Linked DNA regions of Astyanax mexicanus: region 1 is linked to region 2. A link is a contact called in public Hi-C data. All regions are on one chromosome and are shown on one strand. Each heading gives the region's core, a stretch centred on a gene start, on an enhancer-like site or on the middle of the called end of the contact. The rest is flanking DNA. Distances are from core to core; before and after follow the strand shown.

Evidence for each region. Hi-C and Micro-C count contacts between places; a contact is called where the count stands out from the background.
Region 1: a contact with region 2 is called in a Hi-C map of muscle, with 15 times the contacts expected there. The contact joins the promoter of asb13a.2 here to the promoter of net1 in region 2. A contact is called at or near these places in 2 of 3 Hi-C or Micro-C datasets (both in muscle).

The regions. Positions count from the first base shown.
Region 1 is chr2:8,625,257-8,632,988 of AstMex3_surface, forward strand. It overlaps asb13a.2 (ankyrin repeat and SOCS box containing 13a, tandem duplicate 2), which reads right to left and starts at 1,766. Exons shown (of 7, transcript XM_049473302.1): 1 at 1,559-1,766; 2 at 1-22. The coding sequence starts at 1,601. asb13a.1 (ankyrin repeat and SOCS box containing 13a, tandem duplicate 1) reads right to left here and starts at 6,076. Exons shown (of 6, transcript XM_007252400.4): 1 at 5,544-6,076; 2 at 5,161-5,348; 3 at 4,156-4,312; 4 at 3,444-3,578; 5 at 3,119-3,310; 6 at 2,560-2,860. The coding sequence starts at 5,586. The coding sequence ends at 2,709. gdi2 (GDP dissociation inhibitor 2) reads right to left here. Exons shown (of 11, transcript XM_007252402.4): 11 at 6,889-7,732.
Region 2 is chr2:8,470,509-8,477,550 of AstMex3_surface, forward strand. It overlaps net1 (neuroepithelial cell transforming 1), which reads left to right and starts at 3,568. Exons shown (of 10, transcript XM_015606657.3): 1 at 3,568-3,821. The coding sequence starts at 3,685.

The DNA.
Region 1 (7,732 bases), core at 516-3,015, 150 kb after region 2:
TCTGTCCTCTCCGACCAGAAACCTAACACACACACACACACACACACACACACACAAATACAAATACAAAGAACAGTTTATTTCTAGTATGTACAATTCACTATAGACAAGATCCCAAACTAAAAAAAAATTGTTATGTTCACAATAAAAGCACATTGCTCAAATCCGATTTTTTACTCAGATCAGATTTGCTGAATTTTGACGGTTCACATTCACAAACCTAAGTGAGCTGTATCTGTGAGTACGAATGTGAACGAATCTGTCCCTGAAACGCTGCCTCACATGTGCACATTGATGCGTGTATATACATGGCCTTCTTCACCAAAAAAACGCCATATTTGAGAGGCTCATAGCTTTACAAGGTGAAATTGATGCACTGGCAGCTCATATGTGGAGCATCTTTTGCTGGAGTGGAGAATAAAAAGCTGGTCTGAAGTTATACTTAAGTTGAGGAGGTGAAAAAGGTCAGGCGGTTTTCTTTTGCTGTTTTTTCAGCTATAGATGCACTGCTGCACCAAGAGATGTGTGGGTACGAGAGAGAAGCACGTAGCACATGCGTAAGAGCAAAAAGATGCATAAATTCTTATTTAACTGTTCACATACATGTCGCATGTCCATGGATCGGATACATATCCGATTTAAAACCACATATGAAAGTGACCTCGAAAAATTCAGATTTGGCACGTTCACAAAGCCATAAAAAATCAGATCTAAGCCACATTGAGCAAAAAATCACTGAGTAGAAGTTAGAACTAGGACCAGTGAGTTTTTTTGGCTTTCTCGGTCACATGACATCATGTTCAGTAGCTCCTTGGTTTCCACTGGCTGTTTGGTTAACATGGATTGTAATTACCATGTGTGGCAATGGGCAAAAAACTCAGATGTGAGTCTGGACAGGACTAAAATTACCGGAGGACCACGGAGGTCAGCGGAAAACAGTAGATAATTCAGCCTGTATTTTTTTCAGCGGACGTCTGAGAAAAACAGGTACATGGTTGTTCCGTGCGGGAATAAAATCTATAAAAGAAAAAAATTACACCAGGACCCCCTGAGAAACTAATCCCGTCCAGATAGGGCTAAAGAGTAAAGGACAGAGAGTGAACACAGTGTTTAAAAACTCCAGCATCACTGCTGCTGTATCTGATCCACTTATACAAGCACATCCCACACTAGCACCTCATAGACAACCACCATTTCACCATGTCAGTATCACTACAGTGCTAAGAATAATGACCCACCACCCAAATAATACCAGCTCTGAAAACATGAGTGTAGAAACATGGAGGTGGTCATAATGTTATGCCTAATAGGTGTACAGCTGCGTGTTCTAAATGAGATCATATACAAAACCGTGATGTGACAGTATTATAAACTAAAGAACTGTACGTTTTAGAGCGTATATTATCTATTAACTTTGGCAGTAGGCCTGTACTGACAGCTGAATCTCATGCAGTGTGAGTAGATGAGCACATGCCGTCACAACACCGGCTTCTCTAACACTCATGGCGCTGCTGCAATAAATGTCCTGAATAAACGAGCTCCGTGCCCTCAGACTCACCGATATCACCGAAGAAATACGGCACTGCTGTTTCCACCTCCATCCTCCTACTTAAACTAATAAATACCGACTAAAACCAACCAAATTCTCTTTAAAACACCGCTACACTGAATACTGTAGCTATAAACATGCCGTGTTTACAAATGCGGCAAGCGTACCACGTGGTCGCTCCTGCTTCAGCTCCGACCCGACAAGGCATTATGGGAGTTGTAGTGCAGTCATATCAGAGCCGGTGTGTAAAAAGCCTGCCCATTTTATACACTGCCCGGGCAAAAAAAACGTCACACACTCTAATATTTGGTTGGACCGCCTTTAGCTTCGATTTCAGCACATTCATTGTTTCTCTGATTGTACAAAATTGAAAAACTCTGGAATATAATCAAGATGGATGATTACAAGCCATCAAACCAAATCTATCCAAAAGCAGTGTGTAAGACTGGTGGAGGATAACTTGCCAAAATGCATGAAAACTGTGATTCAAAACCAATGTTTCTTCTTTAATCTTCTTCAATGTGACAAGATTTTTTTCAATCCACTGTTGCATTAAATTTTCACCAAGATCTTGCAGCATTGATGATGGTAGAGACTGACTGACCGCTGCGCAAAGTCTTCTCCAGTACAAACCCTGAAAATTCTCAGTGGGTTTAAGGTGATGCCCAATCCATGTGTGAAAATGATGATCTCTGAACCACTCTTTCACAATTCCAGCCCGATGAATCCTGGCATTGTCATCTTGGAATATTCTGGAGTTACAGCCAGATCAAGTTTAAAGGCTTATAAGTGGAACTGAAAAGCTTTAAAATGATCTATGTGGTACTGGAATTTTTTATTGTTTTGTGTTAAGCAAAATAGTATTTCAAACATTGATCAAACATTGCTCAAATCCTCCATTTAAACCCATTCATTTGGGTTGTAATCCCTCAGGATCAGTTATGCTCCTCTCTAGAAGTTCTCTGATAACATTTATCTCACGGTCATGCCAAGCCAAAAGAAAAAAAAACTAATATTTATTTTTTATTACATTTATACATTATTACAATCATAACATTCATGGCACCACATTATAAGACCTTAGCAGCTAAAAGTGCAAAAACAAAGTCCATGGACTCGTTTTCCTCTTTGCATTATTGTGTTCAGCTTTAATACAGTATTATAATTCAGTTGTGCTGGACCATTGTTTATAACAGAGGTAACTGATTATGCGCTGTGAGATGTCCAGTTTGGTCACAACCTGCAGAGCTCTGATTCCCAGCATTGTCCTCAGTGCAATACGGCTCAGCTGCTGCAGAGAGAGAGGAATATCTGTAGAAAACACACACAAGAGTTACAGATGCATGTAAATGCTTGGGTTACTTGGATTAATTAATGTGAATAGCTTTGAACAATCTGGGTTTAAAAAAATATTTTTAAAACAGAACAAAGTCACCATGATTTTTTTATATATATATATACATTTATTTTTGGATATTAAACATTAAAAGTTAAGAAGCCTTTTTCTATTTCCTGCAAAGCCAAAAAAACCAGTAAACAGACAGTTTTATAATCAGGCAGTGCTCTCACTTTCAAAGTGCTGTAGACAGAGGTGAGCTGGAGAGCCAGGAGTGGTGTAGTCTATGGGTTTGCGACCCAGATTATCTGTGACGTAAATGTTTCCCCCAAACTCCACCAGAAGCTCAATGAGGTCCGTCCGGCACACTTTCGCAGCATGATGGAGAGCTGTCTCATGGAACTTTATGGCATTCACTCTGGCACCTTTAAACATAGTGCTTTTATTCTTTTCAGAAACATTATTGAGATCATTTCAAAGCAGGTAAGATTTTTAATGTATAATAGAGCATAAAATAGTCTGAATGTTCCTTATAAGATAGTACAATCAAATACTCACCTGCATTAAGGAGCAGCAGAGCACATTCCACATGTTCTTTAGCACAGGCTGCATGCAGCGGCGTCCCGAAGTAAATGTCAAACGCCTCCAGCTGTGCTCCCCTTGATAATATCAGCTTTACACACTCTGGATTACCTGCACCAAACATAGTGATTCTAATGAACGGAGATATCCATATACAGCTCTGGAAAAAATCAGAACTCAGGTAATGGTTTAGACGCAATTAAAAGTTAATTAAAGATTACAGCAAAGGGAAATTACTTGTAAATTGCACAGTATGGTTAATCATAATTAATATGACCAAATACATAAACTATTAAGGGTATTTTTAAAGAGTAGTGTGGCTTTCAGGTTTATTTTTAAGATAGATGATATGGCAAACGTGTGATGTTATAATACAAAAAAACGTTTTCATGGTATTTTGTTTTCCTGAGGTTTATGAACAAATGGGAATAGACACACTTAAGAACAAATATAACATTGGTCTATCAAACAGTAAAAATTAGTAAACATTTAAAGGATGTCAGAATCATTTATTCTGTCAAAACAACTGCTAATGATTTATAGTCATAACATGCTATTATTGTTCTGCTATATCTTTTTATCCATCCAGTATTTAGATCAATAGATTATGTTTGCTCATAGATGAGTTGTACAGCTGGACTATGATCACACACACTGGGTTTGTAATACTGCTTCTGATTGGTCTTACCTCGGATGCAGGCCTCGTGGAGTGGGGAGGCAGTGAGGGCAGTGAGGGTGGGGTTGACTGAAGCACCATGATCCAGAAGCAGCCTCACACACTCCACACTGCCTGCTGCACATGCATAGCACAGAGGGGTGCTACCATGGATATTCCTCACATCAACCTTAAAAGCATGACAGGTGGAGTGAGGGGTCTGAAATCGTTTAGTTGGTAAATTTCAAAAGAACTGCTTGCTTCAGGTTCTTCCTATAATGTTTTGTTTAAAATAAGGTAAGGACTTTCACCTAGAACTTGGTAAGTTAATGCTTTCAAACATTAAATGTACTCTTCTTGAACCATTCCTTGATGTCCTGACATTTTCCTTCAGATATATATCAGAATTCATGGTTCCATCAATGCACTGACTTTGATCTTGATATAACACAGTGGATCAACACCAGCAGATGACATATTTCTCCAAACCATCACTGGCCATCAGTGAATTTTGCATTTAATTTGGAAATCAAGGGACTTGAGTCTGGAGGAAAAGCGGAGAGAGACACAGTCCAAACTGCTTGAGGTCTAGTGTGAAGTTTCCACCAATCAGTGATGGTTTGGAGAGACATGTCATCTGCTGGTGTTGATCCACTGTGCTTTATTATCAAGTCTAAAGTCAGTGCAGTTTTGTTTTCCCACAAAATCTTACAGCACTTTATGCTTCCCTCTGCTACTGACAACTTTTATGGAGATGCGGATTTCATTTTCCGGCAGGCCTTGGCACATTTCCTACACTGCCAAAAGTACCAATTGGTCTTATATCAATAGTAAAGGAAATAAATGCTTAAAATAGATCATACTCTGTGTGTAATAAATCTATATAATTTATGAATTTCACATTTTGAACTGAATTGCTGAAATAAAGTAATTTTTTTTATGATCTTTTTTTTTTTTTTAGATGCACGAGTATACACTTAACTAGTTAATCTAGCTAGTATTAATCCGCCATGTGTTATTCAGTAGTGCTGACTGCACCTGCGCTCCGGCGTTCAGCAACAGGCGCACGCACTGCGGGTGGGCCTGGATGCAGGCATCGTGTAGGGGGGTGATGTTATCCACCGTCACTGTGTTCACCAGAGCCCCTCCATCCAGCAGCTGTCTGAGCTGCAGAACCCGGCCTAGAGAAGCAGCTTCATGTACAGGAGTGCGGTCCGCCCAGAAACCTGAGATAAACACAGCACTAACCCGGGTAAATACAATAAAACAGGGGAATATATACACAGCAACGGCCTGAACAGTATCACTCTATATAGAACTATAGATAATAACGTGGATTAACATCCCATAAACATTGCATTGAAGTCAGTGAAGAGGGGACCTAGTTAATAACTAAATATTAACTTGAGAACTCCACTTACCTATATCTCCATAAAACGTCTGTCTAGCCGCAGTTAAATCCATGTTTGGCTCAGTGCAATATTACCACACACACGCTGGATGTTTATACATGCAGACGAGTAAAACTCACTTTATTTTTAGATGAAGATTCACATGATCCGTGAAACATGCGCTTACGAGCGCAATGGATCCTGGGAAATGTAGTTCCTTTGAAGTTGTTCAAGATTAGAAAAGGATGAGCTATTCAAATAATCATACGGTTTTGGTGGTAAAGCATTTAACATATTCTTACAATTAATGATTATTTAACTATACTTATAATAAATATATACATTTGCAGCAGTTGCATACTTGTGCCTGAATGTTACTCCCCCAGGTCTCAAAATTACTCACAATAATTACTCAGGTAGAAGTACAAATACTACCGTTTAAACTTCCATAGAGGTTGAAGTACCAATTAAATATTTTTATTTTTATGCAAGTGTAAGTACTGTACTGGTTTCAAAACTACGTAAAGTATAAACGTAAAAGTAAGGTAAGGGGGGAGGGGGATGCCACTTATGAGAAAAGCTTATAGTGCATACTAACTAACTAACTAATTTATATATATATATATATATATATATATATATATATATATATATATATATATATATATAAAATAATAATAATTAAAAAAAAGTTAGCTTTCTTAGTGGAATACCCTCCAGCTGTCTGGAACTTCAAAATAATCTCATTGCATTGTTTTAAATTCATTTAAAATGTATAATTGTGTCTCTAGTATGAATGAATGAATGACATGTGAGCTGTTTTTTTGTTTTTTTTTTTGCTTCTTTGAAGAAAAAAAAAAAGTGTTCTGGTGTTTCTGTATAGCCCTGCATCATTTCACTAACTTAGTGGTCTCTAAAGATATATATGAGATACATATGAGAGAGAGAGAGAGAGAGAGGAAGAGAGAGAGAAAAAGATAAAAGTGTGTGTGTTTGGGGTGGTTGTCCATTAGTTTGCTTTATCATACTTAATCATGTATTTAAATTCTCACTGAAAGTATATAAATAGTTTTTCCATTTCAATTAGTGTGTGCATTAACAATACCATTTTTACGAGCCTGTTAACTGAATCAAATTTACCCCTATAGAACAAGTTTTGAAGGGAGTTTTTGTAAAATAAAATCTAAAAAAAGCTGTAAAAATAGGGCCATTGCAGACAAACACACATTTCAGTTCCTTTCATAACTACATTATTATTCTGTGTGCAATAACAGAGGCATACGGCAGAAGGTTTTCAGCTGTAAACCCCCCTGGTGGCGGCTAGGTAAATGCAGCCGTGTGGAGCTACAATTCAGAAATAAAGGTCAGACAACGATTTTCACAAGATAACATTTTACTTCGCAGTACAGAAATCATTTAAGCCCCATTTTGCTCAGCACAGTTCTTGGTTGTTTAAAACACTGATGACATTTCGCACAGGGCCCCCGTCATGTCAATACTGCAGCAGACATTTGGTCCTTACTAACGCAACAGAGATATAAAGCAGAACTAGGCCACTTTTCTCATCTGCTTTTAAGAGCTTCTCTCTCTGCAACCAAAACCAGCCAGAGAGACAGTTCCTCTAAAGCACAGTGTTCAAAGCAGCTCTCACAGACTTATACGGTTAAGTAGCTTTCCCGTTGACATGTGCCAGCCTCTGACCAAATGGCCTGAGAATCAAGCACTGCCCCTCACAACAGAGATGTAAAGGCAATTGCTGGAAAAGCCCCAAGCTCCGTCCTTCCAATTTTCAGCCGCACAATTTACAGCTAAAAGGTCAGTTATGTCAAATTAATGCAGTTTTCTCATTTGTCTTTTTAGCAAAAAATGTGTATATAATCAGAGGCTGAATGAGCAATACTTGAAGGAGAAGAAGATTATATACATTTCATGTGCTTGATACTTCCCTTACATTTGCAAAGCAAGGTTAGGACATACGTTGCTAGCTACAGTTCAGTAACTAGTTAAAGCACCAATCTGTAGTAAAACACAATGCATCAATTCAACTCAGTTGGTGAGTGCGGCTTAAAATTATTTGAGGATTTCTTCTGCCTTACCAGCTCATTAATGTTACAGTTTTTCCGTCTCCTACACACTTCTGCTCGAGAGGCCGTCTGAGTTTTTGCACATAATTATAAAAAATACTTTGCGTTTTTCTTTGTTTAAGTACTGTCTGTTAC
Region 2 (7,042 bases), core at 2,318-4,817:
TAATTATTAAAAATGACAATTTAGTCAGATCTAGAAGAAGCATGGAGAAGCATGGTTCTAAAAAACAATAACAGCTAATTCTGGCCCTCTTTAAGAACTAACATGGATCGTCACGACTTAAGATTTGCTTGATAGAAAAAAACTGAACATACAAGTTGTTCTGTCCGTGTTACTGTTCAAACAGCTCCATTCAAAAGCCCATCTGTGGAGCTGCGACATTATGAAATACTCACCTCATAAAGTCTGACTGTTCGCTGTGTTTATAAAGACCTTAAACACTGCTCTGTTTAATAAAACATTATTATTTTTATTGTATTTAATAATTTTTTGCAGAGTAGTTTAAATTATGTTATATCATGCTGTTGAAGCCTCATAATTGAACACATGCCTGCTATTTATAATGTAACTACCTGTCCTTACACTACATATTTCTATATACATATGCACACATGTTCTGCTCCTACTGCCACTGTAATCAAAAGCAGCTAAATCATTTCACTACTCAAAGTCAGACATTATTAAATTCATCAGAAAACATTTTGTTATAAAGCATATATTTATTGTGTTGGGATTCAAAACGACCTTATTCATTTAAATGAATTGAGACCTAATTAACACATAAAAATGATGATGCTAATCAGCACTGCATTAATGCATAATTATACAATGCCTCTTCAGAACAAGCCTACTGCCAGTCATTAGCACAGCTTAACATCTTCTAAACATCCACTCCAGCAAAGAGCTCATCTACTGAAGGACACCAGTGGCCTGGGCAGCAGGTGTGCATGACCGTGACATTTAAATCTACAGAAATGTTTGTTAGGGCAATATTTTGTGTAACTTTATATATAATGTGGGTGTTTACATGCCTTCAATTATCTAAATATAATCAGATTTCTGAAGTTATATTTATAAAGTTATTTTTTTTTGCTAAATGTAGTTACAAAAACAGTATAAACTTAGACTGTTTTTTTTTCAATATTACTGCCCATAGGGTGTATGTAAAGATGCCAAAATGGACTGTTCAAGTCCAGCAAATTTATGATTTTAAAGCACAGTTATAAAAGCCTCAACATAATTTTAATATATTATAATGGTTTACACCATTTTTTCTTTTTCCACTTTTTGTGTTTCTTTTATTATTAATATTTTTATTATACTATGTAAAAATTAGTTTTAGCTGTTTTTTCTTGTATTAATCTTATCTTCTTTTGGTCTTAATTTCTTTTCAATTAAAACAAATTTCTATATTTGATTTATTGTTATTTTAAAATAAATAAATCCTTTTTTTTGTCATGTTAATACAAAAACTTGACTACATTAAAAATTAGGGTTGCCCTTAATGTACTTCAAGTCAACCCTGCAGGCACATAGAAGTATTAGAGGTTATCCTTACGTAAAAAAAAATGTTGTGTCTGATGTCATGACATTCAACCTGAAATTAACTTCTATTGATGTTGGTGCCAGATGGGAAAATAAAGGTTGATTGATTGACTGATTGATTGTACAGCTGATTCTTCAATTCTGGGCTCACTTTACAACAATACCTCTACAGTGTGGCTGTGACTAATAAACTGTAGTGGGTGGAGAACATGAAGCCTGTTGGAGTGGTGTCTGTCTATTGTAATTGTGGCTGAGAATATTTGTTTTATGCGAGCCTTTGTTGTGCTGATGAACATTCAGACACTGAATAGTCTGTTTGCGCTGGGCTCCAGCTCACGTGGGCGTTTAACAGAATCAAGCTGCCTGCCAAATGAGCTGAAAGCCGAAAGCAGCTGAATGTGAGATGCGCTGAGCAGAGAGGTTAACTGGTTGGGCAGGTGGCAGGTGGCTTGGGATTCTGAAGCTAAAGAACATCAGTTAGGTTATATTACAAAACCACTGTAATTACCCATAAGGGCTGGAGAAGAAAGAGTGGCGTGTGTGAATATTACTCTAGGCATGGTCTGATTGACTGAAAACACTGTGTGGAATGTGATGCCTTGCTCAGAACAAATTAACAGAGATCTGATAAATGGTTAAAGAGGATGTTTGGCCCAATATGCATGATCACATCCTCTGGGACTCTTCACTTTATCCTTCTTAACCAGGCATGAGAAGCTGGAGAAGCTGTGGGGTTTATTTGCCAACTCTTTCTCTTACCCAGCAGAAGAACTCACAGTATTAGCTCTGTTCTCACACTCATACACCATACTTGCTATTTATCACACATTTTAATGATCCCTCTTTCCCTTAAAAACACCTCTGGATGAATCTGACTGCTGCTAGTTTCTACATCTGCCTCTCTGAAGCCAATCCAGCTTTTATATCAACAATAAACATAAAACGAAATAAAATAACATTGCTGTTCCTGGAAATTACCTGTGGGCGCACCTTCAAAGCATGAATGTGCAGGCCAGTAATCCTCTGCTGAGATGCGCAAAGCACTGCACTGTTAAGATACCAACGTGCCAAAGTCAGAGCACACCTGCCTCTGGCAAGTGAAACGGTGATTGGTTTGTTTCACATTACACCCAAAACACATCTATGATTAAGTCATAACCTTTATAACTCACACATTTAGGACATTTGAAGTCACAGCTCGGAAAAAGAATATAAGTGTCCATAAATTTACAATAAATAGTAAAATAAATAGACAAGCAGTATAAGACAGAAGAGGACATCATAAATATTGGCATGGAAACCATAGTAAATATAAAATATTGCAGCAAAGTTATACATTATACATCATATGTATTGCATATTAGAGGTGAATAATTAATTCTGGTATGTAGATGTATAAGTAAGTGTAAGTAGTTAAATTCAAGGGTAATTGAGAGATAAGTCAGGACACATAAGCCTAATATGTGTGATAATTAGCCTGCATTAAAAGAACGTTTTTTTTGTCCTAAATGATCGTAATACCTCCTAAAACTATTAAAGTGTTCACCAGAATATGCTGCCTTCAAGTCATCATCGAAAATTCGTACTTACATAAGACGAATATGACTCGCATTAGTTGAGTGATTTTTTTTATCCCATTAGAACCGTAAATAATATTAGACTTTTACACTTATTTTTCATGTATTGCTAGTGATTTTATTAGTTAGCTTATAACAAACTGCAAGTGTTAAGCGGTTTACATTACGAACTGTCTGCATCAATTTATTTAATGTATTTATTAATTTAAATAAATGTAATTAATTTATTTATCTCTTGTTACTGACACGCCCCCAACTGGGAAACTCCGGCCTGGTCTAAAAATATGTGTTTCCCACTGGTAAATACGAGTTTGTGGTGGCGTTCATGTGCTCTTATCTTGTAAATACGAGATATAAAAATATTTTCGACACAGCTTGAAGGTAGCATAACAAAAACGAAGCAAGTGTTAACGCATGCGCAGAGTACCGTTGGTCTGAAACTGCTGCTTTAAATCCGCTGCTCTGCAGACAGAGAAGACGCCCGCGTGACTCCGCCCATTCCAGCCCGTATCGTAGCAACCCTGGCCCTATCTTCTTCCCTATTGGTCAGAATTCAAGGTTCCGCCATATTCAAACCTTTTCGGTGTCCGTTTGAATACATTCCCTTCCCCCCGCTTTCATTCACTAATATTACTCCCATATCCGTTTATAATAATTCGGTTAGTTTACATTTCAGCTCCGGCTTTGTTTACAGCGCACCGCATTTTTAGGTCTGTTATTTTCAATGGAGGACATAGATGAGCCACAGACTGCGCCGCCCGCTGCTGCAAATAAGAGGCCGAAGAGGAAAGCGAGTCTGCGGAGAAAGTCTGTTGTGGCGGACGCGGAGCCCGAGTCCCCCGGGAGCAGCGACCGGAGACGGTGAGGGGACAGGGCAGCCAGCCGCTCAGCCAGCAGGCTCCTCTTAGTTAACTAACAAAATATGACTTCTTTATTCTTTATGTGCAGAATTCTAGTTACGTAGCTAGCTGTGTTTTGAAGTTAGCTCGCTAACTAGCTAACACATGAGCTAGGCTATCTAAGTAACTTAGCTGCTGGCTAACTGGTACATAAATCAACCATATTCGACAGCTGTTTTAGCAACTTGGCTAACTAGCTTAGCTAGCTAACTTACTAGCCGTAGCCTGTTTATGTCTAGGCCTCGCTGTTCTCTCGCACACAAATTTAGACTTTCCTTCCTTATAAGCTTGGTTGAGACAATTAATTAGTTAGCTATCTAACTAACTAACAATAATAAACTATCCAGCAGGTAGCTAGATATAGTGTTGGGTTAGATGGTAACTTTTTGTAGTTCGCTACTTCATTATCTACATTTAAAAAACACTAGCTGTTAGTGTATACACATTGATTAGACATAACATTAGAAACACCTGCCCAGTATTGTGTATTTACGTTACCTCTTGTGCCGAGAAAACGTTATGTTTTAGCATAGCCTCTAAATGAGCTCTAAACCTGTCCCATGATATATGGCACCAATTTGTTAGCAGCAGATCCTTAAAGTCCTGTGCTTACTGCATGAAAGGTGCCACTATAACAACATCACCAGTTTTATTCACTTAATGATTTGCACTAAGATACTGCATTTTTTATTTTTGTAATAAAACTACTACTACTATTACTACTGTTTTTTGTAAATGTGCAATTGCGTAAATATGCAATTGCGGAAGTTAGATATTCTGTTTGTGATCAGCAGTAAATATTCCCTCAACACTGTAATGTGATTGATTACACTTTTACATACTTGTTTACAAGCTAGTGCAGCGTAAGAATCTGCTCATTAAACTCTGCTACTTAACCAGCCATTAGAATGTTAAAGTAAGTTTGTGCTTGTAACGGAAACACTGTACATTTTGCAAGTCATACAGGATTTTCATTTTAAATACTGATATTTTCATGTTCTGTAGTTCTTCTGTTCCCCCACACGGTGGAGCTCAATTCACACTGATTAGAATACATCATTAATGAGCCTGTGCTTCAGAGGCAGCTGTAAGTTGGTCCTGTCTGTAAAGATAACACACTGACATAACCGTCTTGCTTATAAATATTTCCCAAATTACAGAAAGAGTGCAGCTTGATTAAAGGAAATATGGTTAGTGAGAATTTGCTATGTTTCTCTAATCTTTCTGAAACAAATGTAATGATGCTCTCTGTAATATGGCAATATGGCAAGAGTTCATGTCCAAAACTTATCCAAACATGGTAACTTCTCTTTTTAGCCAGATTTCTCCAGTAAGTCCTGTGAAAGAGCAGGAATAGCATGAAGAAAAGCTGTTCTCTTAAGTTCTAAGATAAGTAGGGAAGAGTTTACATTGGCAAAGCTGCTGGTTTCCTCTTTCGTGTTGGTTGGGTGCTTTCAGTACCTCCTGCCAATCCCCACACAACCTTTGACTTCCCAAATGTCAGCAGAGCTACAGTCTGAACAGTTAAAGTTCCAGATAAAACTGAAAAAGAGGTTATAAATGTGTATTGATTATGATTTTTGGTGATGTATAGAACCATTTAAAATGAACACTGGTTTGCTTGTTTTGAACTGATACCAACATTTTTTTTCCTTTTGGTCAGACCGAATTTTGAGCCTGGGCCATCACTCACAGCACCGGTTACACCTGGTTCAAAGATCTGTACCTAACTGGGATGTAGGCAGCTAAATCAGTACAGTGGTAAAGAGCTAGAACGGTTTAAGCATCCAAATAGATTGTGTAAGATTGTGTAATTGAATTGAGCATGCTAAAAAATACTTGTATACGTGTATTGTGGTGCAGTCAGAGTGGATAATTCTTGTGATTTTTAACATGAATTCTTTTGTGCTCTCATTTAGCTCACCAGACCTCTTGAGTTCTAACTATACATTTCTTTGATTTAATGATGCATGAATGAGCAGATAAAGGCTGTGACGGTGACATATCCAATGTAGGCAAAATATCTACTATTGGATTAAATATATGTACAAATTTACTATTTCATTTTTTTATATTGCAATGTATATCATAGAACAACAAAATATTTTTCAAGAAATGTTTTTTTTCCAATATCATGCAGCCCTAATTGAAAGCCCTAAATGTCCCTTACTTTTAGGTAAGATTTATCCCATGCCTGTGTTGTAGGGCTGCAATGGTTAGTCAATATGATCGACAATGTCGATTATGTAAATTTGTCGACTAATTGTTAATTTGTATGGGAGATGGGTAAAAGGCTCACTCACACAGTTTACACTCTTATTACACACTTATTCTGTGTCTCCAAAAGTGCCCAAACACAACAGATTACATATTTAATAACTAAATATTAGTACTTTCCACAACATTTAGACATTAAATGCCTTTTAAATCTCTTGTTCTACTGTTCTCCCTACCGTTTTTAGAGATGGGGACATGGCAGAAATAATCATTGACTGATCGAAAAAATAATCATCAGATTAGTCGACTATCAAAATAATAATTAGTTGCAGCCCTACTCTGTTGACTGGTCAATATCTCTGAATATTAGCTGCAATAAGGATTCATTTTGCATGAAAATGTATAACACTTATAAGAATACATGCTCTCTACCTTACTTAACATTAATTATGTGAAGAATAATCATTCTCTTAAACAATGAGTTATTTCCAGTGTAGATTTGACATAGGATGCAGTACTGAAGTTTTGATTTCAAATTACTAGAAAGGTGTAAATTTTTCAGCAAGGCACCTCCATGCTCTCCTAATGATTTCCCCGCTGTAATGTGTGTGTCTGGATGGCAGGTTCTTTGGAATCACTCATAACAAGACGTGCTCTCTACACACCCTTATGGTGGTATTGTGTAATCTACCCCACTAGTATGTCTATGATATCAGCAGAAGCTACTTGTGTTTTAACTATGCTCTTGCGCACACAAGAAAAGGCTATTCGGTCATTTTGTTAGCTATCGTTAGTCATTTAGGGATAGTCTCAGTTATCCTTAGTCATTATTACATTTCACATAAATATCAATTGTTAGATTGAAGGGGTTTGTGTACTCTCAGCTACCGGTACTTTAAGGTTCCCGGATTGCTGACACAGATCTGGAAATAAACATACAATATTGTTTTCCAGTATAGAAGTACT